7 separate regions of the Mus musculus genome follow, and regions 1, 3, 4, 5, 6 and 7 are each linked to region 2. A link is a contact called in public HiChIP or PLAC-seq and promoter capture Hi-C data. All regions are on one chromosome and are shown on one strand. Each heading gives the region's core, a stretch centred on a gene start, on an enhancer-like site or on the middle of the called end of the contact. The rest is flanking DNA. Distances are from core to core; before and after follow the strand shown. Region 1 holds the start of Idh2 (isocitrate dehydrogenase 2 (NADP+), mitochondrial). Region 2 holds the start of Sec11a (SEC11 homolog A, signal peptidase complex subunit). Region 3 holds the start of 3110040N11Rik (RIKEN cDNA 3110040N11 gene). Region 4 holds the start of Vps33b (vacuolar protein sorting 33B). Region 5 holds the start of Cib1 (calcium and integrin binding 1 (calmyrin)). Region 6 holds the start of Hddc3 (HD domain containing 3). Region 7 holds the start of Prc1 (protein regulator of cytokinesis 1).

Region 1 (2,700 bases), core at 152-2,651, 830 kb before region 2:
GGCACTTGATGGGGCTTCAGAGGTTAGAGGCAGATCCCAAGAACACAAAAACATGTATGTCCCTTTCTCCTTGGCAAAGGGGAGTGTCAAGGGCCCCGCCCTCTCCCTCCTCCTGGCCCCCAGCTTCGGTCAGCTGCTCCCACGGTGAGTTAACGATTACCACTCTAGCCAGAACAAACCCCATAGCCAAACCCACCCCCTCTTCCTCATTCCTCTGGCTAACCCCAAGGGGTTTTGAGCCAGGTCAGGATAGAATTTCCGTGGCAACAGGCATCAAAAGAGGCCACCAAGTGCTCTACATTGTTCCGTGCCTTTTGTAGCAAGGCGCTGAGTAGCAAGGGTATGAAAGATGCCCACATGCCAGGTTGGGCAATCTGTTAGTAATGGAGACTCTAAAACCCTGATTATTTTGTCCGGAGTTGCGCCTTCACGTCTAAGAAGTAAGCTGAAGGCAACGCAGAGATCTCATGGGAACGACTGACTGCAGAAAAATGACAATATGCGTGCAGTGCCAGGTCTCCACAGCTTGTATGCCAGGCAGGACCCACTCACATGCAGCAGCTCGTGGTTGGCCCAGCAAGGGGCCAGGAGAGGGCCCAGACTGAGCGTCCTGCGCAGCGAAGGGTGGGGGAGTGGCAGAGAAACAAAAGCGGGAAAAATGGAAGGACATTCCTCCAGCTGTCGAGTAAAGGTTCCAAAAATAGCTGACGTGGGCCTGTTGGAGAGGAGGGACCAGAGTACGCAGGGATTGGAGAGAAGGGGAAGTGGAGGCCTCTCCTCCTCGCCTTTGTCTGAGCCGGGAGCGCGAGGTGACCCTCCTCTGCCTAGGGCTGCAGCAGGCCGCTCCAGCCCCTCTTGGTCGCTTGTCCCCTCCAAAGGCCCAAGGCAGTCATGATACCCCACCCTGGGTCCAGGTACCTCTGGAAATGCTCCCCCGGAATACCTGGAGAACCCCAGCCCTGATAGGACCCAGCAATCCCGCCCCAGGCCACCAGCTGCCACTATCCCCTGGGTCCCCACCCCTGCGCCTGCAGCGGCCCAGGCGCGCGGGGCGCGGGAGCTCGGTGTAAGGCCACCTCCCGGCCCTTTGTAACCCGCACGCCGCTGTTCCCCGACCGCCGGCGTGTCGCGAGTGGCACTCCAGGGTCCCCCTCCCGGGACGTCGCCACGTCGCAGCGCTGCACGCGAGCCCGCCCCCCGGTGCGACACTCACAGTGGCGCCGCGGCTGCTCCGGCCAGCTGGGGACAGTCAGTGCTGCCGGTGCCCAGGTCCGCGCTGAGCCCGAGGCTCTGCAGAGCGAGCTCACAGCCCGCAGGTAGCCGGCCATCCCGAGCACGCGAGGTCCGAGCACGCCGCTGCACCGGGCTGTGCGGTGGGGACTCTAGGCTGGCCCTGGTGGCTGGGACCCAACCGGGGCGGAGCTGCAGAACCTGCCGCCCCATTGGGTCTCACCCGGGAGAAGGCGGGTCCACGCCAGGGCAGGAGCCTGCTCGACACCCTTGGGCCTGTTCCAGAGCTCAGGCGGCCCCAGTGCTGAGCCCGCGCTTTCTGGGAGCCTCCATATATCCTCAAAGCATCAGGTACCGGGGAGACCCATCGGGCCGCGGGGGCTCACGGCTGCAAGACTCCCCGCTTCCGTTAGAATGTCAGCTGCAGACACGTCGCCTTAGTCCCCTGCGTCCTTTGCGTTTAGCTGACCGACGGACCTGAGGCGCTTTCATCAAGACAATGACAAGCTTTGCCGTCTTGAACCTAGACCATGGCAACTTGGGTCTCCCCCAGGTAGCGTCCAGTTGGGTGGACTAACCAGGATCGAGAGTTGAAATGCCAAGTACGGTGGAGGCAAGAGGATGAGAAGTTAGGCTACATACCAAGTTCTAGACCAGCCTGGGCTATATGAGACGCTGCGGGGCGGGGCGGGGGGGGGGGCGGCTGGAAATCCTCCTTCTGCTCCTGACTAGGCCAAACTCCTAGCCCCAAAGTCCTTCATCATGGCCGACTCTGTCTCTTCTGGACATAAGAGTGCCTGCCAGGAGACTTCTGTGACATTTGTGTGTAAAGGTTTGAGGTATGTTCATCCTTCAATAGTACAACCACTGCCCAAGTTAATTATATTCTATGCTAGTAGTTATGTAGCCCTGAAGGAAAGCCCATGTCTCCTATATCCTAGGCAAAGGTCCATCCACAACCCAGCCCAACAGCTCCTAGTTTACCTGTTTGCGTGGGGAAACAAACAGAAACATACAAGCTAAATCCATCACTGTTCATTTTCTTGAAGTAGGGGTCACTGAAGTCTGGGTTTTGTGTATCAAATATCACAAATCCACCCCAGCTCTCCCAGTCACACCAACTCACTCCAGATGAGAGCAACCTTTCTGCCCTGTGCTCCCAGCTTCCCAACCCAGCTTCACAGTGTTGTCAGGTGGAGCTATGCCAGGAAAGTGGCCTTGAACTGCCAACATCAAAGCTTCCCTCCTGGAGTCTCAATCCATCCGAGTCACAGATTTGGTTCTGGGATCCAGTACAGAGAGTATATGCAAAGGAGAGACATCTGGGTCCCTCCAGGGACTGAGGAAAGGAATAGGAAAGTCTGGCCTGGGGCAGCATGTTCCAGAACAGTCTGAGAGCCCTTCTACGAGATTCCCAGTTCTCTTGTGTAAACACCGGTAAAGACCACAGAGGTTGTTGACTTGGGCTTT
Region 2 (2,811 bases), core at 59-2,558:
CTCAAGATGCGAAGGCAGGAGTCCAGCTCAAAGCCAGCTTGGGCTACACGGTGAGTTCCAGGCAACAGGGCAGAGTCATACCAGCCAGTGATGCCATGTTGTGACATATATCTATAAATCTACCTCTCATGAGGCTGAGGCAGGAGGACTACATAGCAAGACTCTGTCTCGAAATAAAGTAATAAAAATAAGGTCTTTCAAAACTAGAAGCGCGGTTCTGGTAGCCTGTGATGAATGCAAGGCCCTGGTATTGATCCCCATCACCGAAATAGGAGTCCATACAGAAGACAGTTAAGTGACAGCTACTCCTTAAAGCTGTTCTGACTGGAATGTCTCACAATTTTGTATGTATGTCTAAGAAGAGACGGACCTACTTTTCTATGTAATAATTATAAACAGGGCAAAACAAAGTCCTGTTCCAAAATAAACCAAATCTTTAAATGAGACAATTCTTAATACCAAAATACGAGGGGGGTAGGGAGGCAGGGAAAAGGTCAATTGCTACCAGAACATTCGGTTCAGGAGACAAAAAGGTGACCGTGTTCTCAGTACCTTCTAACACATGAGCTAGAAGACAGCAAGACTGAAGGATAAAATCTGATTTAAGTTTCAAGATTTCTGTTCCACTGACATCTATCATCAAAGATTCAGTGGACTGTCACCTTTCTGCCAAGGAAACTGGCACACAAGTGGTATAACAGATTCAACTCCGAGCTTAGAGTGACCCTAGTTAAAATGGATGAAGCTCACTGAGGTCTAGCTGGGCTGAAAGGTGGCTACACAATGAAAGCAACACAACGGCTCCTGTGGGACCTGTAATGGCTTTCCCCAGAGCCCCACCAGAAACGGTTAAGTCTGCCGCTTTACAGTGTCCCAAACTCCCACTTACAAAGCGCCCTATAGTTTTCACTTACTCCCCTGCCTCCTCGGGGGGAAGGGATCGCAAAGGTTCTCTCCTTCCCTCTCGGTCCCCCGAATCTGGTGCTATGAATGGGGGCAAAGAGGTCTTGGCTACCTACAGTCTGCAAAGAAAGAAATGATCCATACAGGCAACCGACCCACGCAGGCCCTCAATCCCGCCCAGAGATCCGCGGGGCGCCCCGCAACGGCAAAGAGACCAGAGGAACCCTGGCAGAGAGAGAGAGGGCGGCCCGTCTCACCTGCCTCTTGTTCATCCGCCGCACATCGTCTAGAAAGTCTAGAGACAGCATGGTGAGATGGAGAGCGCGACAACTAGCAGCCAAGAGGGCGCGATAGAACCACCAAGAGGGACCGCTGCAACACGGGCCGGGCTCACCGTGGACAGAACCCCCTGATGCCTGCACTTCCGCTTCCGGGGCGGGAGCAGGCGAAGCTCCTCCCTTCTGAGCAGAGAATGGACAAAGAATGACTTGTGAGCCCCCTAGAACAGCCCAGGGCCTGGCCTTGTCAAAAAAGGACCGTAGCCTTCTCCGGCCGAGAACCGGCTGAAGGCTGCTTTCTGTGCTCAGCCCGCGCGGCGGCTCCCGAAGACAGTGACCCTAGGTTAGCTAAGCCCACAGCGTGCGGAAGGCGGGCCCTTGGACAGGCCTGGCCAATCGGAAGCCGAGTCTGCGCCAGCGCGAAGTCGGTGTCTTCCTGCGTGCTGCTGGGGCACGGGTGTGGCTCGGGACGTGGTGCCTTGCTGTTTGTTCTCAGGTGGAGCACGCTGCGGTTCGCTACCGGAAGCTGTGTGTGTCTTTTAAAGCATTGTATACACACACACACACACACACACACACACACACACACACACACACACACGCCAATTGATCACAAGATGCCTTAGTGTCATGAGGGCACTGGTGGTGCAGGTGGCCAGGAAGACCCGTCTCAGTTTTGACCTTTACCAACAGTGATTTGCTTTGTCTCCTGACACTTGGATGTGAGCCATTTATTTGACCCGCAAATTTTCACAGGGGCGGGGATTAGAAGTGACATCATTGCCATGGGGTTTCTTTTGGTGGGTGATAGATGTACAACTCCATGTATATACTAAAACCATTGAATTGTGCGCCTTAGTGGACTGTATGGTATGTGAATTATAGCACAATAAAGTAGGTGTGAGAATGGAAAGGAAACCGCTGATGTCTTGTTCACTGTTAAATTCCCAGTGGTGGCCGCACAGCTGGCATGTATAAGGCACAAAATCAGTACTTGAATTTAAAGAGAGGAAAGAGAGAAAGACTATCTTCAACTATTAGTAGAAACCTTACATTTACTGAGATGGGATAGGAAATGTTTAGAATTTCCAAGTTAGAAAGTTTTATAAAAGAAAATACATAGAAACCCCCATGGGGTGCCCCATAGGTATCCCAGCTTCCGTGACAGTACCAGATATGTGTATCAGAATGACTTCTTCATTAATAACTGTTGATGTGGTTCTCGATCTAAATTCTGGCTAGTAGAAACCTTCACATAAGCTTGTCAGTGTTAAATTCAACCTAAGTTCAAATTAAGTGGGAATGAGCTTTGACCCTGTATTTTGTGCCTTGAAGAGCCCCAAGAGCAGCTCAAAATCCTGTGGGTCCAAAAAAGGTGAATAAGCTATTTAGTTGGGAAGCTTTAAAAGCATCTCGTACAAGTGGGTGATGGGGGGAAGACAGGTAGATCTCTGCAAGTTCGAGGCCAGCCTGGTCTAAATAGTGAATTCCAGGACAGCCAGAGATTCATAATAGAGAGATGCTACCAAAAAAAAAAAAAAAAAAAAAAAAAGCTGGGCATAGTAGCATAGATTTGTAATGTCAGTGCTGGGAGGCAGAGACAGACAGATCCCTGGCACTGGCTGCTCTT
Region 3 (2,916 bases), core at 352-2,851, 840 kb after region 2:
ATAAATAAATTCTTTAAAGAAAAAGAGAAGAAAAACTCCTAAGATAATGCAGATCAAACTTTAACTTCACACAGGAATCAGTCAGGGTTCTCAGAGTTCAGGCGTTCTCCCATTCTTTACGTTAATGATCATTAAACTAAACCAAAGAATCGCTTCTCATTAGTGTCTTTATAAACTCTTTGGAACAGGAATAACTAAGAATAGTCTAAGCTATACATAGATTTCCTAATGTGTCCTTCCTAAACATTTTATTGTTTAGAGACAGGGTCTTGTTGTAGTCTAGCTGACCTCCTGCCTCAGTTCCTAACTAAGTACTTGTGAATTATTGGCATATATGACCAGGCCCATCTACAAAATACCACATTTTTAAAAAGGAAAAGATACACAGATTCCATCTGATTTGGTATTAAATATTGTACATTTTCTTTCAAATACCTCTATATGAGACTATAGAATGTTTAGATGGAGAAGCTTCTAAACGCAGACATAAAAAATACCATTTACAGTTACAGGATAAGCTTTTAGATAACAAGGCAAAAATAAGATGAAAACGCTGCTTTATCCACATCCAAATCCCACCCAGTGCTCAGACGTACCTGTCACAGCGTTCTGTCTGGAGCCAGGTTTGGCATGAATGGCTATGGTGACAAAACCTTTAGGGTCAGTTGCTACAGGCCCTGCAGCAGGAGGTGCTGTCTCTGGTTCTTTGGTTTGGTTTTTACCCTAAAATGACACACAATTTCACAGGTAACAAAATACTTCAGTTATTTTGAGCCATCACTACCCTCACCTTCACTAAACTGGGCCTACATGCAGAAACTAGCCACCACCGTGCTCCTCCCACATCCCTTCATGATCCAACATACAGAGACAGAGAGGGGGGTGGGGTGGGGCTGTCTCTGTGTAGGTATGTGTTCTACTTAAGATCTCTTGGCTAGCTTAGGACTTGTTCCCACAGTCTACTTTATCGTTTCTATTTCTCAAGAGAAGGGGCATTTATTAGTCATCTTTATAGCCAATGCATCCTAACGCTCAAGAGTGGGTGAGGAGTCCATTGCAGAAAGAACGACGACTGGTATTTAAATGCCATCTAACAACTTAACAGAAAACAACTTCCAGGGCAGTATGCGGACAGCGGGTATGAAGAGGAATAAGGATTCAAACTCCCTGACTTCAAGGGGCTGGGATCACAGCGACAGAAAACAAAGGGATATTAGGGGAGGGAGTGCAGTCTCATTGACAGAAGGAAGCGATCAGCCACCATAGGGAGGCAGAACGCACAGCCTGCCGGGAAGTGTAACCCTCAGAGTGAGAGAGCAAAGACGGTGGTCAGCGGGTGCGCAGTGGAGCCTACTCATCCTTAGGGCGAGCTAATGTGCGACCCAGGAAGTCTCAGACCTGGACCCGAAGGGAGGTCTTCCGCCCTCCAGGCGCTGCGTCTGTTCCCCGCCAGTGTAGCCCCGTGGCCCACCCTCTCCACAACACGAGGCTTGCCACTGGCCTTGCTTGTCGCACCGGCTTTCTTAGGCATTGTGGAACCACACAGGAGTCTAACAGAGGCCAAGCACACCGACCTACAGCAAGCAGCAGCATCCCAACCACGCAGGCGCCAGCGTGGCGGAAGAGTTCTGTGCGCCTGCGCAAGTCATGGGCGGAAGCGGCAGGCGCGTCGGCCGGCACCTAAGAGTGCCACCTCGCCCCGAGATGGCACTGTTTTCCTTCCTTTGCAACCTGCCAGCCTCAGGGTGTGATCCATTGGTGAGCCATCTTTGCCAGCAGAGGGAAAATTGTCACCTATCCTTAGGGTTGGCAAGAGCAGCCAGCCTCGGTGCTCGCCTGCCCAACGCGGCACCATGGCAATTCGCACAGGGCAGTGCGCAAGGAGAGGAGATCCACTGTGGAGTTGAATACAACCGTTCGTGAAACTGAAGCAGAGGCAAATCAATGCAAGTGCTAAAGTTAGGGACTGGCCTTGTCCAATAAGGTTAGAATGTATAGATGGTATATGCCCAGAGGTAGGAAGATCTGCTACCTAAATGGGAGATGGCTTGTTACCATTTTGAGGATCTTTGGGACCTGAATAATCTGAGATGGGGAAAAGATTAACTGAAGATGCCCGAGTCTACGGCTAGCAGTTGTGGCAGTCCGAGGGGGAGTTTTCAGGGTACATTAAGTTTGAAATGATTGGAGACATCCAAGTGGAATAGTTAAGGAGCTACCTGAATACATAACCAAATTATCAGTGACCTGTGCCAGTGAGAGGGGAGTTAAGGAGGAGGACAGAGACTGTGACAAATGTCAAAGGGCGACAGCATTCAGATTCACAAACAGGTGAGACTGGAATGTGAGTGCTGAAAACAGCCACTAAAGGTTGGGATCAGAATGGGATGTCTCATTTTACTCTCCCAGAGACACCCTTTCCACATGACACGTTAAGTGGTGTGTTGTGAGAAAGTGGCTAAAGCCTAAGACTCAGGTGATTCAGGTGTTAAACCACACCACACCTTTTTTGAAATACATTACAAATAGAGGCACAAAGTGGAGCCAAAACTATACTGTAGTAATTTGATGAATTTTGAGGTGAAATCATGATGCCCTAAAAATATTTACATTACGATTCATAACAGTAGCCAAATTAGTTAGGAAGTAGCAACAAAAGTAATGTTACCGTTGGGAGTCATCACAGCATGAGGAACTGTATTAAAAGGTTGCAGCATTAGGAAGGTTGAGAACCACTGCTCTAGAGACTTGACAGTTTTTATCAGGGGAGGAACACGGATTGGTGTATTTCTGATGGTGCCTGGATGGGCAAAGGAGGGGGAAGCAATGTCCTCTAAGGAACCGTCAGCCTTCTCCACAGGTACCTCTAGAGTACCTCATCACCAGCTAGAAAGGACAGGACCCCGCCTCAGGTCA
Region 4 (2,700 bases), core at 125-2,624, 680 kb before region 2:
AAAAAAAAAAAACCAAAATTCCAAAATTTTTACTATACCTGGCCTCAATATATTTCCTATACCTTAAGTCTCACCTCTCACATCTTTTCCTCTTTGCTAGTTATTTTTAGAAGCTGGGTCATTTGTCCCAGGTGAGTTTCTGCTTTGAGGGAGTGGGAGTTGGGGAGGCAGGGAAGGGGTTGGCCAGAGGTTGGGGTGGAGTCCTTGCTAGCTCTCCAGCTAACCTTTTGAGTCAGGGTTTTCTGATGAACCCAGAGCCAGGTGATTAGGTTAGTCTAGCTAGACAGCTTGCCTGAGGGATCCCCAGCCTCTGACTTTGGAGTGCTGAAGTTACTGAGCTGATGTCACACCCCCTTAGCATGTTTGTGGGTGCTGGGGATCCAAACTCTAGTCTCCACCCTTTCATTCACTGAGCTGTACCCCAGCTTCCCTCAACTTTCTGTGGAGACCAGAGTAGCCGAGAACTCCTGATCCCTCTCTCTGCTTCGAAGGGTTGGGTTTACAGACACCCACCAAGATGACAGACTGCCTTTGTTTTCTTTCTTTTTTAAACAACAAAGTATTATACCTCACCCTTTCTCCCATTATTTCATTTATTGATTTCCCCAGTCAGCTCCTATCTGCAATAGACAGCATGGCCTACATATTGTGACCTTGTTTCATAAACAAATTCTATGTAAACAACACTATATAGATGTGTTTCTGTGTTTTTGCTTGTTTTTGATTTTTGTTTTGGTTTTTCTAGACAGGGTTTCTCTGTGTGGTCCTGGTAGTCCAGGAGCGCACTCTGTAGGACAGGCTGGCCTCAAACTTAGAGATTCACCTTCCTCTGCCTCCCAATGGCTGGGATTAAAGGCGTGCACCACTACCAGCTGACTACTTCTGTATTTTGCCTCTTTAATTTGTACAGTTGTTTTGTAGCATGATTGTGCCACAAGCTTATTCATTTCTTCCATAATGGCCATTAACAAATCGAACTCCAATAGCCAAGGGTTACAGCTGGCAAGCCTTAACTTTCATAGTCTAACACATTCATTCCTCTTTACACTGCTCGCTTACCTTCTATTACCAGGAAGCTAAGGACTGAATAGTTGGAGACTAAATTAACAGCTGAGACTCCAGCAATCAGCGCTCTGTAGACTAGGTTTCTCTCTCTCTCTCTCTCTCTCTCTCTCACACACACACACACACACACACACACTGTGCTCTGCAGACTAGGTTTCAAACACACACACCGCTCACATTCACACAAAGTAAACCTGTGAAAAGATTCACTCCCGTTTTCAAATGTCCCTTCCCGGCCGCCGTCCCCTTCTAGTGCTCTAATCGCTAACTGGGAGACCCGGACTTCCGGGATGTCTAGGAAGTGGCTTTTCTCTGGGTAGGAGGCGGGGTTCCCCGGCACGCTGCCGAGTGTGCGGATGTCGTTGGGAATCCTGCTGACAGGCTGAGTGGACTCGGGCGGGACCAGTGACTATAGGTCTCCAAGGAGAGTCGCCTGAGCCTGTGGCCGTCCGTCCGGGAGGTGGTCGGTCATTCATCCGTCGAGTACGGCAGAGGAGCGAGGGCCCCTTGGGGGTCCTGGGATCCAGAGCCCAGGCAAGCGGGGTACCAGCCTGCAGTAACACCTTGGGCTGTCGCCGGCCTTTGCAGAACAGGGAGAATTCTGCTGCTCTCACACGGTGGCTCAGGTGACCGCTGCCATGGCTTTTCCCCATCGGCTGGACGCCCCTGAGCTTCCCGACTTCTCTATGCTCAAGAGGCTGGCTCGGGACCAGCTCATCTATCTGCTAGAACAGGTCAGTGCCTGCCGTGGCCGGCGCCTTTACTGCGTCAACAGTGTGGCCCTCAATGTGACTTCTTCCTTGCTGAGTCCCTTGGTTTTTTTTCTTTGAGCTTCTGAGACAGATCCAAAATGGGGCGGTCAACAGGAAAAACCAGAGTAGTAACAGTTGCTTGAGACCTGGCCAGAGAATAAATGGAAATTGCCAGCCTCTGTGCAAATGAAAAAGACACACTTGTGCCAGGCATCACTGGAGATGGAAATACAGTTGAAATACCTCTGTCACTAGTTACATTCCAGGAGATGCCCTATGAAATAATGACCCCTAAAGGGTGCTGGATGGTAAGTGAATTCTAGACTTCCGGAAAAGTTTAGAATAAACAACAGCTGGGGCGATCTAAGAGTTTCCTGAGATCTAGAGTTTGAAGAATAGACATGCTTTCTCTGGAGCAGGAACATCGTGCACATTCAGGCAGTTGGGCTGCTAGATGGGAAGCCTAGCAGGGAAGGACCGGTGCATGAGCAGAGGAAAGAGCTAACAGAAGTTACACTGTAGGTTGGAAATAAAGTTCAGTGGTTAGACAATTGCCCAGGCAGGGTTCTCGGTTTCATCCATTGTTCCCCATGGGAAAGAAAGGGTGGTCGTACACACCTTTAATCCCAGTGCATTCATTCCTTCACAGGCAGAGGCAGGCAGATCTCTGAGTTTGAGGCCAGCCTGATCTACAGAGTGAGTTCCAGGACAGCCAGGGCTACATAGAAAAACCCTGTCTTGAAAAACAAACAAACAACAAAAATCAAACCCAAACAAACAAATTACACAGCAGGCTGAAGACCCACACCCATTTGTAGTGTGAAGCAATGTTTGCCATAGTGGTTTGTAACGAAGAGCAATTGGACAGCAGGCTAGTTCAGAG
Region 5 (2,890 bases), core at 310-2,809, 710 kb before region 2:
CAATGTCCCCCGAGAAATTGGAATTCCCCGGCAATCTCGTGTTGTGAGAAGGATGAATTGAAGCCTGTTGTCTACTTAGGAGAAAATGTCTACCAGGAAGAGATTTTACACAGACGGCTCTGGTAACTTGTCAGAAGATCACCTTTCATGAGACTAGAGCTGAGACAATGAAGGAGAGACTCCATCTTGCCCAGGACTGCTGCTTAATTTTACATACCCTTGCCCTTTATTTAAATATAAACCTCACATCAGCTGGACATGAAGATTGACTTAAAGATGGGGGGAGGAGCGGTCATGTCCATTCTTAGCTTTTTTTTTTTCCCAGTATGGCCACATTGGATACATTTCGTTTCTCTGCTTTTCAATATTGTCCCTTTCCTTGGCCTACTGAGGACAGGTAGCACAGCCTAGCTGGTTAGGACTGCCTGTGTGGGCCAAGTACCTGGACTCTAACATTACAGTAACAAAAACACATGTTACCTCCACTCCAGAGACTCCTCTCAGCCACCACCTCTTTCCCAGTAGAATTTCATTGTGGGGCTAGGAACCTAACTCAAGCGCTCTGGCCAGCAAATCACTTATAGTGTGCTTTATAGTCAAGTTCTCAGAACTCTCTGAACCTGATTCCTTGATCTGTAACCTCCTCCTGAAGTAATGTGTGGATCACTCAGGAGCTACTGGGCAGAGTAAGGGTTCAGTAAACGTTAACGGTTACTGAATTAAACAGGTAAAGTTGGGATTGGAGCGAGCCACGTACAAGACCTCTTGGTTTTGCCAGAGGGCAAAGTCCGCAAAGAGTCACAGCAGTTCCTTTTAGAAGCGAGCAGGAAGCTCGGCAGTGAGGAGGCTAGAGGAGCTCAAACAGTTCAACTTTTCCTGGATACACAGAAGTGTTTGCGTGGTGCAAAGGTGAGGCTCTGGAGCGGGTGGGACTTGCACTCTGAGCCTCCGACTCCAGATCCAGTGATCCTGACATCCCAGAAGCACAGCCCCACCCTCGGAGGTGAGACGTCCAATCCGTATCCCGCGAGAAAAGTACCCGCAAAGCCCTCCCCTGGCAATCCCGAGTTGGAGGACCGGGGTCAGGGCAGCACTCACAGGAGGATCTCCTGCTTGGTCAGGAACGTCAGGTCCTGAAAGGCAAATCCAGACAAGGGTCTGCAAGCCGCCCGAAAGCCACGGCCGCCCCGCCACCTGTTCCCCGAACCCCACTCCCCTGCGCGGGCTCGCACGCGAGCTCCGCGAGAACTGGCGCCCCGCGCACCTGGTACTCGGCCAGCAGCTCCTTAGACAGGCGACTGCCCGAACCTCCCATCGCCGCGGTGCGCGCACAGCTAGGCCAACTCTCCCCGGGACGCCGGCAACTTTCTCACTTCCGTCCTCGGGGCCGCGTCCCCGCCCAGTCCCCGTAGCAACCGCTGCCTGGCCTCCGCCCCCGGGCCCGCCCCTGCCTACAGTGCCCCGCCACCCTTAGCGCCGCTCAGCGGGCCGGCTCCCGGCTCCCCGCGGGCCCAGGAGAGCTGGAGGGAGGGCCCGGGGAGGAGCCGGACGCATCGGGGCGGGGCCCAGGCCTCGTGGCCCCGCCTTCTAGTGGGCGGGGCGGAACGAGCCATGCGCACGTGATGCAGACTGCGCCTGCGTCGCGGTCTTCACGCGTTTGCTGAGTTCCGGGACCCGTCTGTGCACTGAGCCTTGAGATGCATCCGCCTCACCTAAATCAAGTGCAGAAGACCCCAGCTCTGGGTGGAGGCGGGTAACCTCCATACTCGCTCCCGGGCTGGAGGAGATCCGGTGCCCCTCTGCGGATAGGGTCAGTCCTAGACTGTCTCACGGGACAAGAGCTGCAGCCTCTGCCACCGTGCCAATTCTTCCAGAAGAAGCTTAGCTTCCTCTTGAAGTGGCTCTTGAAGGTGTTTACTGGATTGTGCAGTTATCGCCCATTCGTGGAACAGTTAGCAAGGTAGGCTTCCATTTTACAAACAGGTTCAATTTCAGTGATGTGTCCGGACTCCGGTATTTAGAGGTCAGTTCTGTCCACAGGTCCCTCCTGCTGTTTTATCGTCACAGCTGGGGTGCCTCCTTTGATTCCTCCCACAAATTGCGAGCTTCCAGCTGTAGGAACCAAGATTTGCCCTTCTCTCCTCTCAAATAATAATCAGATGCAAGTATGAACATATTTACACTGTGTGAAAAAGTGAAGATTCCAAGCTTCCGGAGGAGGAAATGTGGATTTTGTGATCTGGGTGGTCAACTTGGTTGGATCTGGAGTCAAGGAGAAGGGAAACAGCTTGACACTCCTGTGAGGGATTTTCTTTTTTCTTTTTTTTTTTTTTTTTTGCTTCGTCACCTGGCACAACAGGGCCAAGTCAATTACAATTTATTTGAGAATATTTTAACTTCGTACTGGACTGGTATTCATTCCTAGAGAAGTCTGGTCCTTCATCCGGCCAGTCCAGCTAGATGTTCCATACCCTCTGGGTAGGAGACTGTAAACCTTGCTTCTCATGCTTCTTTCTCTCTGCTCCTTCTTTAGCCTCCAGGAGAGGTGCAGGCTCTACCGCAAAGCCCAGGGGCTATGGCTTGCTTTCCTGGTCCACTCAGGGTCTTACCTCATAGAAACCCCTGAGCAGAGGGATTTTCTTGATCAGTTTATTTGAAGTGCGAAAATCTACTGCGGCAGTGCGCTCAGGTGGCAACCCGTACCAAACGGAAACGGAAGATGGCTTTTGGCCTGTTTGCCTTGGCTTGCTGATAAGTCTCTATCCTGTACCTGCCACTAAGGATTTCCTTTAATGACATTAGAATCATAGTGTTCCAGCTGCCAACTCAGATTGAAGACCAACAGCTCTCTAGGAACCCAGCACCGGCTTGGGACTGCAGAGATGCATCC
Region 6 (2,906 bases), core at 33-2,532, 600 kb before region 2:
GGCATCCCTCTGTAACTGCAGCGCCATGGCAACCACCAAGCCTGTCAGAGAGTCCAGTCATTAGGCTTTCCCCTGAGCCTTATCTCCCCAGCTGCCAGCCCAGACACAAAAGCTACCTGCCTGGTGGAATACACTTAGCAGCTGGCTGTCTCCACTTCTCAGAACCCTTTGGGGAGATGCCAAGGTCTTGCTTATCCCTCATACTTCAGAGCTGCCAACGCCAAGACGGGATTTCTCCAGAAGATCCAAAGCTCGATGGCCGGTAAAGAGAGAAGGATTGTTCCAGTGCCTACCCAAGCTAGGCAACACTATGCTCCTGAAACCGCGGGGACAAGACTCACTACCTCAAGGGCCCAGAGCAGAGGTCTGGGGACTGAAGCAGGCTCCCTCATGATTCAAGAGATGAATGCAAACGGTTTCTGTAGAAACAGTGTTGTGTCCCAGGAGCCCACATCTGAAGCAATTAAGCAAGATCCAACTCTCCAGGTCAAATCCTAGCATCTCTAGGGCCAAGATGTTAGGTTCAGATGCCCAAGATAACAGAGACTGACCCTGTGAGGAGAGCGATGTTTGGAGCACGTTGAAAACGGTCTGGGTGTTGTGCCAGGCTGTAGATGGCCTTTTTCTCGTGGAAGACGCTGTCTCTGCCTCCCAGGCTAGATAAAATGGGCTTTCCCCCCACGATCCCACGGCCACCCGTGCCTTCCAGCTCTGTACCCAGCACTCTGTGAAACTATCACTTTTGGTTTTGTCTCCCTTTTCTGCAAAGACTGTTAGTTCTACTACGTCCTGGGGCATGGTGGGGAGAACGCTGCACCAGCCGCTGTGATTGTTGAAAACTTCTATATCCAGGATCTCGGTCTTTAAAGAACCTCCGTTGAGAATGGGATGATGGTTCAGTGGGTAAAGTGCTTGCTGCACAAGAATAAGGACTTGCATTCTTTCAGATTATTGCAATAGCCAGGTAAAAAAGCTGGGGATGGCAACCTACGCCTGTTGTACTGTGGAGGCAGAGACAGGAGACTCCTTGAAACTCGTTCGGTAGCTAGTCTTGCTAAATACCTGGGCTACAGGTTCAAGGAGAGTCTTTGTCTCCAAAAACTAAGGTGGAGACTTATAGCCTCTATAATCCACACGCACGCGCACACACGTTGGGGGAGGGGGGATGAATGAATTACAGCTTGTTAGAAATAGTTCCGTTCTCCGAGCCTCCGAAGCGCCAGGCGGCGCTATAGGTGATTTGTTCGGACTCCGAAGCTTCAGTCCCTCGCGCCACCAGCGCAATGGGCTCGGAGGCAGCTCAGCTGCTGGAGGCTGCTGACTTCGCCGCTCACAAACACCGACAGCAGCGACGAAAAGATCCTGAAGGGACTCCCTACATTAATCACCCCATCGGTGGGCGCGCCAGTTGGGAAGCAGCCCTCGCGGCCCGTGGCGGGTGGGGACTAACTGGGACGGGAACACAAAGCGCATATAAATTACTGAGCGCCTTCTTCGAGTCCCAAGCGTTGTATCAACCACTTTTCATGCGTTATGCGTGTAAGCCTCACCTGGGGTAGAAGGCAGGAGTGCTCCCTTGGTACAGTCGATATCCCAAGAGGGTAAGGGACTTTCCAAGGTCATCCAGCTGGTGAGGTGCTACATCTGGCTCCTTCTAGACTGACTTCTGCTTTGCCCCTGCCAGGTGTAGCCCGGATCCTAACCCATGAGGCTGGAATCACTGATATTGTGGTGTTACAGGTAAGGCTACCCTTCTCTGCCAGGAGGCTGGTGCGGGAAACCAGAGTACTGTTGAACAATGGGTGCTATTTATTTGGCTAGTAGGTTAGTGTCACTGGGCTGAATGGTAACCTATCCCCAGGCCGCCCTGCTCCATGACACAGTAGAAGACACAGATACTACCCTGGATGAGGTAGAGCTGCACTTTGGAGCACAGGTTCGACGCTTGGTGGAGGAGGTAACAGATGACAAGACTCTGCCCAAACTGGAAAGAAAGCGGCAACAGGTGGAGCAGGCACCACACAGCAGCCCAGGGGCCAAACTGGTGAAGCTGGCAGACAAGCTATACAATCTGAGGGACCTGAATCGCTGCACCCCTACAGGTATGCTCTCCTACTGGCTCTGAGGAGAGAGGGGGAGGGGATGGCCAGCTTCTGAAAATACAGGTTGGTTAGATTCCCAGAAATAAGTCGGGGGGTAGAGTGGGGAGGGGTGGTCGTAACACCTCCGACTAAACCTCTGTCTTAGTCAGGGTTTCTATTCCTGCACAAACATCATGACCAAGAAGCAAGTTGGATCTCATGGAGGCATTTCCTCAACAGAAGCTCCTTTCTCCGTGATAACTCCAGCTGTGTCAAGTTGACACAAAATTAGCCAGTACAATTGACCCCTTGTCAACTTGACACACAAAAACATCACTAGTAAGCCTCAACCCTTACAATCTTATTCATCCCCAAGATCTAAATAACTTTAAAAGTCCCACAGCCTTTACATATTCTTAAAATTTCAATCTCTTTAAAATATCCATCTCTTTTAAAATCCAAAGTCTTTTTACAATTAAAAGTCTCTTAACTGTGGGCTCCACTAAAACAGTTTCTTCCTTCAAGAGGGAAAATATCAGGGCACAGTCACAATCAAAAGCAAAAGTCAATCTCCAACCGTCCAATGTCTGGGATCCAACTCACGATCTTCTGGGCTCCTCCAAGGGCTTGGGTAACTTCTCCAGCCAGGCCCTTTGTAGCACACGCATCGTCCTCTAGGCTCCAGATGCCTGTACCCCACTGCTGCTGCTGCTCTTGGTGGTCATCTCATGGTACTGGCATCTCCAAAACACTGCATGACCCCTTCAGTCCTGGGCCTTCAATTGCAACTGAGGCTGCACCTTCACCAATGGCCTTCCATGGCCT
Region 7 (2,700 bases), core at 46-2,545, 650 kb before region 2:
CTCTTATAGATGGTACAGTTGACCAATACAGAAAAGCAGACAATTTTAGTTATAATTCAGTATAAACTAGATTTTGTTTTATTTTGGGCCTATAGATGGAAGCTAGTGGTTTAAAAGCGCATTGCTAATCACCAGTGCTGTGGGTAACAAGGATACTCCAGGTAAAGTTTGGTGCAGAAGATAGGTTAATAAGTACCTCTTCGCAAAGGAGAATTCAATAATTACACTTCTACAAATCATTTTGGAGGAGGTAGCAAAAAAGAAATTCATCTCAGCTTTATTACAAATTTTAGTCTGAGTAGCAAAGGAGATACTCCCATAGCAGTGTATTAGGTAATAGTAAATCATTGAAAATGGGATACAGATGCTATGGGTCAGTGGGAAGAAAAGGACACACAAATACTTTGGTTGTTTTTTGTTTTTGTTTTTTGTTTGTTTGTTTGTTTGTTTTGGTTTTTCGAGACAGGGTTTCTCTGTGTAGCCCTGGCTGTCCTGGAACTCACTTTGCGGACCAGGCTGGCCTCGAACTCAGAAATCCGCCTGCCTCTGCCTCCCAAGTGCTGGTATTAAAGGCGTGCGCCACCACGCCCGGCTACACAAATACTTTGATGTCATGTTCAAATTGTGGAGTTTTCCTGATTTACCTAAATCTTATAATGTGCAAGAAAAACAAAGCCCAAATCACCATTTGCTCACAGCTAAATTGGGCAAGTCAGTTTTTTCCTGTAGCCCAAACTATTTCCCTGTCCTGTCTCTGCCGCCTACGTTCTGGAAAAGCTACTCAAATCTTTTTCTTCAGGATAGTGATGATCATTATTAACAGGTGTGTTCTAATGATTAAATGCGATAAACTTGTCCACTAAGGTACCAGGACCAAGAGCCTGGTTTTTTTTTCCTTCTAAGCTTTCCTGCTAGTCCCTGCTCCTCTTGGGACATTGGAGAGTAGCAAGAAGTCGAGCTGTTCTGGCAGTCTACCCAATACTTCTCAGGAAGCACAAAAATTTGAAACCCAACGGCAGCAACTCAGTGGGTACCGGTGACATCATCGGCCACACCCCTACACCCCACCCTTGAGGCGGGCATAGGTGCACGCATGCGCATATTGAGGCCCGCACGCTCCCCGTGCAAGCGCTTCCCACGCCCTAGGCGGTCTCTGTATCCCAGGCCTAGGCAGCAGCCCTTCGCAGGAGGGGCGGGACGAGGGCGGGGCTCCGTGAGTGGCGGACGCGGTAACCAATTGTCATTTGGCACCGCCTCTGGCTCGGTTTGAATTCCGCGGGGTCCAACGGCTCGAGAGTGGAGACGGACTCCGGGTGAAGTCTGCTGCGGCTGGTTACCGTTCTCCGTCCCGCGCGTGGCAAGTGGAGGGTCTCGATTCTGGACAGCTTGGAGCGTCCACCATGAGGAGAAGGTGCGGGTCTCTTAGGGGCGGGACCCATTACTGAGGTGCGGGTCTGGTACCAGGTTCGACAAGCTGGGTTCGCCGGTCTTCAGGCACCGATGTCTGTGGCTGGGGCGCTCGAAGCCGGCTCCGGAGGGCATCTGTGCCCGAGGCCACTAGCGGGGCGAGCAGCGGGGACAGCGCGGGGTTGACACGCTTCCTCGAGGCCGGGGTGGGTTTGTCTCAGGCCTGGCGTAGCTGGCGGCCGAGCTCAGGTGCCGCCGCAAGTCGCGGCTACTCGGCCTCTTCTCTGTGTAAACGCTGAGCATGTAATGGTGTGGGCTTCTCATCTCTTGAGTATAGTCTGTAATCGCATTGCTCGGGAGGCTAGAACAAAATCGATTCGAGTTTAGCCTAGGAGATGTAGTTTAAGACTAACCTGGGCTACGGAGTGAGACAGTACAAAAAGCCCTGAAGTTTTTTTAACCTTAAAGTTTTAAATGTATCGTTTTTTCTTCGTGTCTTACAGTTCCGCGTTTTTACTTGAGTTAGGAAGACGGCTTGAGCCGGCCAGTGGTGGCACACGCCTTTAATCCCACCACTTGGGAGGCGGAGGCAGGCGGATTTCTGAGTTCGAGGATAGCCAGGGCTACAGAGTGAGTTCCAGGACAGCCAGGGTTACACAGAGAAACCCTGTCACAAAAAAAAAAAAAAAAAAAAAAAAAAAAAAAAAAAAAAGAAAGAAAGAAAGAAAGGCTTTATTTCCTTGCAAGTTAACAAATTCGAATTCTTTTCCGGTCGTTTTAAGATTCCCAGGCGGGGTTAGAGAGATGGTTTAGCGGCTAAAAGCACTGATTGCTCTCCCAGAGGAGGTGGGTTCAATTTCCCAGCACTCACAAGGCAGCTCACAACTGTCTTTAACTCCAGTTCCAGGTGATTTTTGACACCCTCACATACAGACATACATCTAGGAAAAACACCGACGCACCTATGAAAATAAATAAAAAGAATCCTCTATTAAAAAGAAAATTCCCGGGCACTGCTTGGGAGTGCCCGATTGGAAATCCAATCAGAACTGACTCTTTGAGTAAAAGGCTGAATGCCGTTTTCGAATTTATAAAATAATTTTCTGCAACGAGTTGGGTGACAAGGCTTTGTAATTTCTAAGAATCTTGGTTTTGTGATTATAGATTTTGATCATTTTTTTTACCCCCAGATACTTGGCCTCAAGAGTCTGGGAATAGAATGAAAACAACTGACAAGTAGTATTGTGAAAAGAAATTGAGTACAAGGCTAAGGATTTCAGATATTCCCATCTG

The links. Promoter capture Hi-C pulls out the DNA fragments that hold promoters and counts their contacts. HiChIP or PLAC-seq counts read pairs in DNA pulled down with a chosen protein or histone mark. Capture Hi-C pulls out chosen DNA fragments and counts their contacts.
Region 1: a promoter capture Hi-C map of pre-B cells shows a contact between it and region 2, with 4 times the contacts expected there. The contact joins the promoter of Idh2 here to the promoter of Sec11a in region 2. A contact is called at or near these places in 5 of 39 promoter capture datasets (hematopoietic stem and progenitor cells, liver, neutrophils and 1 more), 1 of 115 datasets of contacts at active chromatin or transcription factors (memory CD8 T cells) and 1 of 9 other capture datasets (adipose tissue).
Region 3: a promoter capture Hi-C map of hippocampal neurons shows a contact between it and region 2, with 2.3 times the contacts expected there. The contact joins the promoter of 3110040N11Rik here to the promoter of Sec11a in region 2. A contact is called at or near these places in 2 of 39 promoter capture datasets (the C10 cell line and hippocampal neurons).
Region 4: a contact with region 2 is called in a promoter capture Hi-C map of liver, with 2.9 times the contacts expected there. The contact joins the promoter of Vps33b here to the promoter of Sec11a in region 2. A contact is called at or near these places in 1 of 39 promoter capture datasets (liver), 1 of 115 datasets of contacts at active chromatin or transcription factors (memory CD8 T cells) and 1 of 9 other capture datasets (adipose tissue).
Region 5: a contact with region 2 is called in a promoter capture Hi-C map of liver, with 2.4 times the contacts expected there. The contact joins the promoter of Cib1 here to the promoter of Sec11a in region 2. A contact is called at or near these places in 2 of 39 promoter capture datasets (liver and pre-B cells), 1 of 115 datasets of contacts at active chromatin or transcription factors (memory CD8 T cells) and 2 of 9 other capture datasets (adipose tissue and liver).
Region 6: an H3K27ac HiChIP or PLAC-seq map of thymic regulatory T cells shows a contact between it and region 2, with 11 times the contacts expected there. The contact joins the promoter of Hddc3 here to the promoter of Sec11a in region 2. A contact is called at or near these places in 4 of 39 promoter capture datasets (the C10 cell line, cranial neural crest, frontonasal cranial neural crest and 1 more), 1 of 484 Hi-C or Micro-C datasets (CD4 T cells), 3 of 115 datasets of contacts at active chromatin or transcription factors (astrocytes, cardiomyocytes and thymic regulatory T cells) and 2 of 9 other capture datasets (liver and pancreatic islet).
Region 7: a promoter capture Hi-C map of adipose tissue shows a contact between it and region 2, with 4 times the contacts expected there. The contact joins the promoter of Prc1 here to the promoter of Sec11a in region 2. A contact is called at or near these places in 4 of 39 promoter capture datasets (hematopoietic stem and progenitor cells, liver, neutrophils and 1 more) and 1 of 9 other capture datasets (adipose tissue).

Annotation. Positions count from the first base shown.
Region 1 is chr7:80,113,949-80,116,648 of GRCm38.p6, forward strand. It overlaps Idh2 (isocitrate dehydrogenase 2 (NADP+), mitochondrial), which reads right to left and starts at 1,402. Exons shown (of 11, transcript NM_173011.2): 1 at 1,214-1,402. The coding sequence starts at 1,328.
Region 2 is chr7:80,946,242-80,949,052 of GRCm38.p6, forward strand. It overlaps Sec11a (SEC11 homolog A, signal peptidase complex subunit), which reads right to left and starts at 1,309. Exons shown (of 6, transcript NM_019951.1): 1 at 1,161-1,309. The coding sequence starts at 1,211.
Region 3 is chr7:81,787,854-81,790,769 of GRCm38.p6, forward strand. 3110040N11Rik (RIKEN cDNA 3110040N11 gene) reads right to left here and starts at 1,602. Exons shown (of 5, transcript NM_026077.4): 1 at 1,502-1,602; 2 at 597-723. The coding sequence starts at 1,531.
Region 4 is chr7:80,268,281-80,270,980 of GRCm38.p6, forward strand. Vps33b (vacuolar protein sorting 33B) reads left to right here and starts at 1,375. Exons shown (of 23, transcript NM_178070.4): 1 at 1,375-1,799. The coding sequence starts at 1,704.
Region 5 is chr7:80,231,246-80,234,135 of GRCm38.p6, forward strand. Cib1 (calcium and integrin binding 1 (calmyrin)) reads right to left here and starts at 1,560. Exons shown (of 7, transcript NM_011870.5): 1 at 1,265-1,560; 2 at 1,099-1,133. The coding sequence starts at 1,315. It overlaps Gdpgp1 (GDP-D-glucose phosphorylase 1), which reads left to right and starts at 1,648. Exons shown (of 2, transcript NM_178752.3): 1 at 1,648-1,960.
Region 6 is chr7:80,341,855-80,344,760 of GRCm38.p6, forward strand. It overlaps Hddc3 (HD domain containing 3), which reads left to right and starts at 1,283. Exons shown (of 4, transcript NM_026812.2): 1 at 1,283-1,395; 2 at 1,685-1,740; 3 at 1,862-2,102. The coding sequence starts at 1,284.
Region 7 is chr7:80,293,181-80,295,880 of GRCm38.p6, forward strand. It overlaps Prc1 (protein regulator of cytokinesis 1), which reads left to right and starts at 1,296. Exons shown (of 15, transcript NM_001374624.1): 1 at 1,296-1,411. The coding sequence starts at 1,401. It also overlaps a transcript of Rccd1 not described here.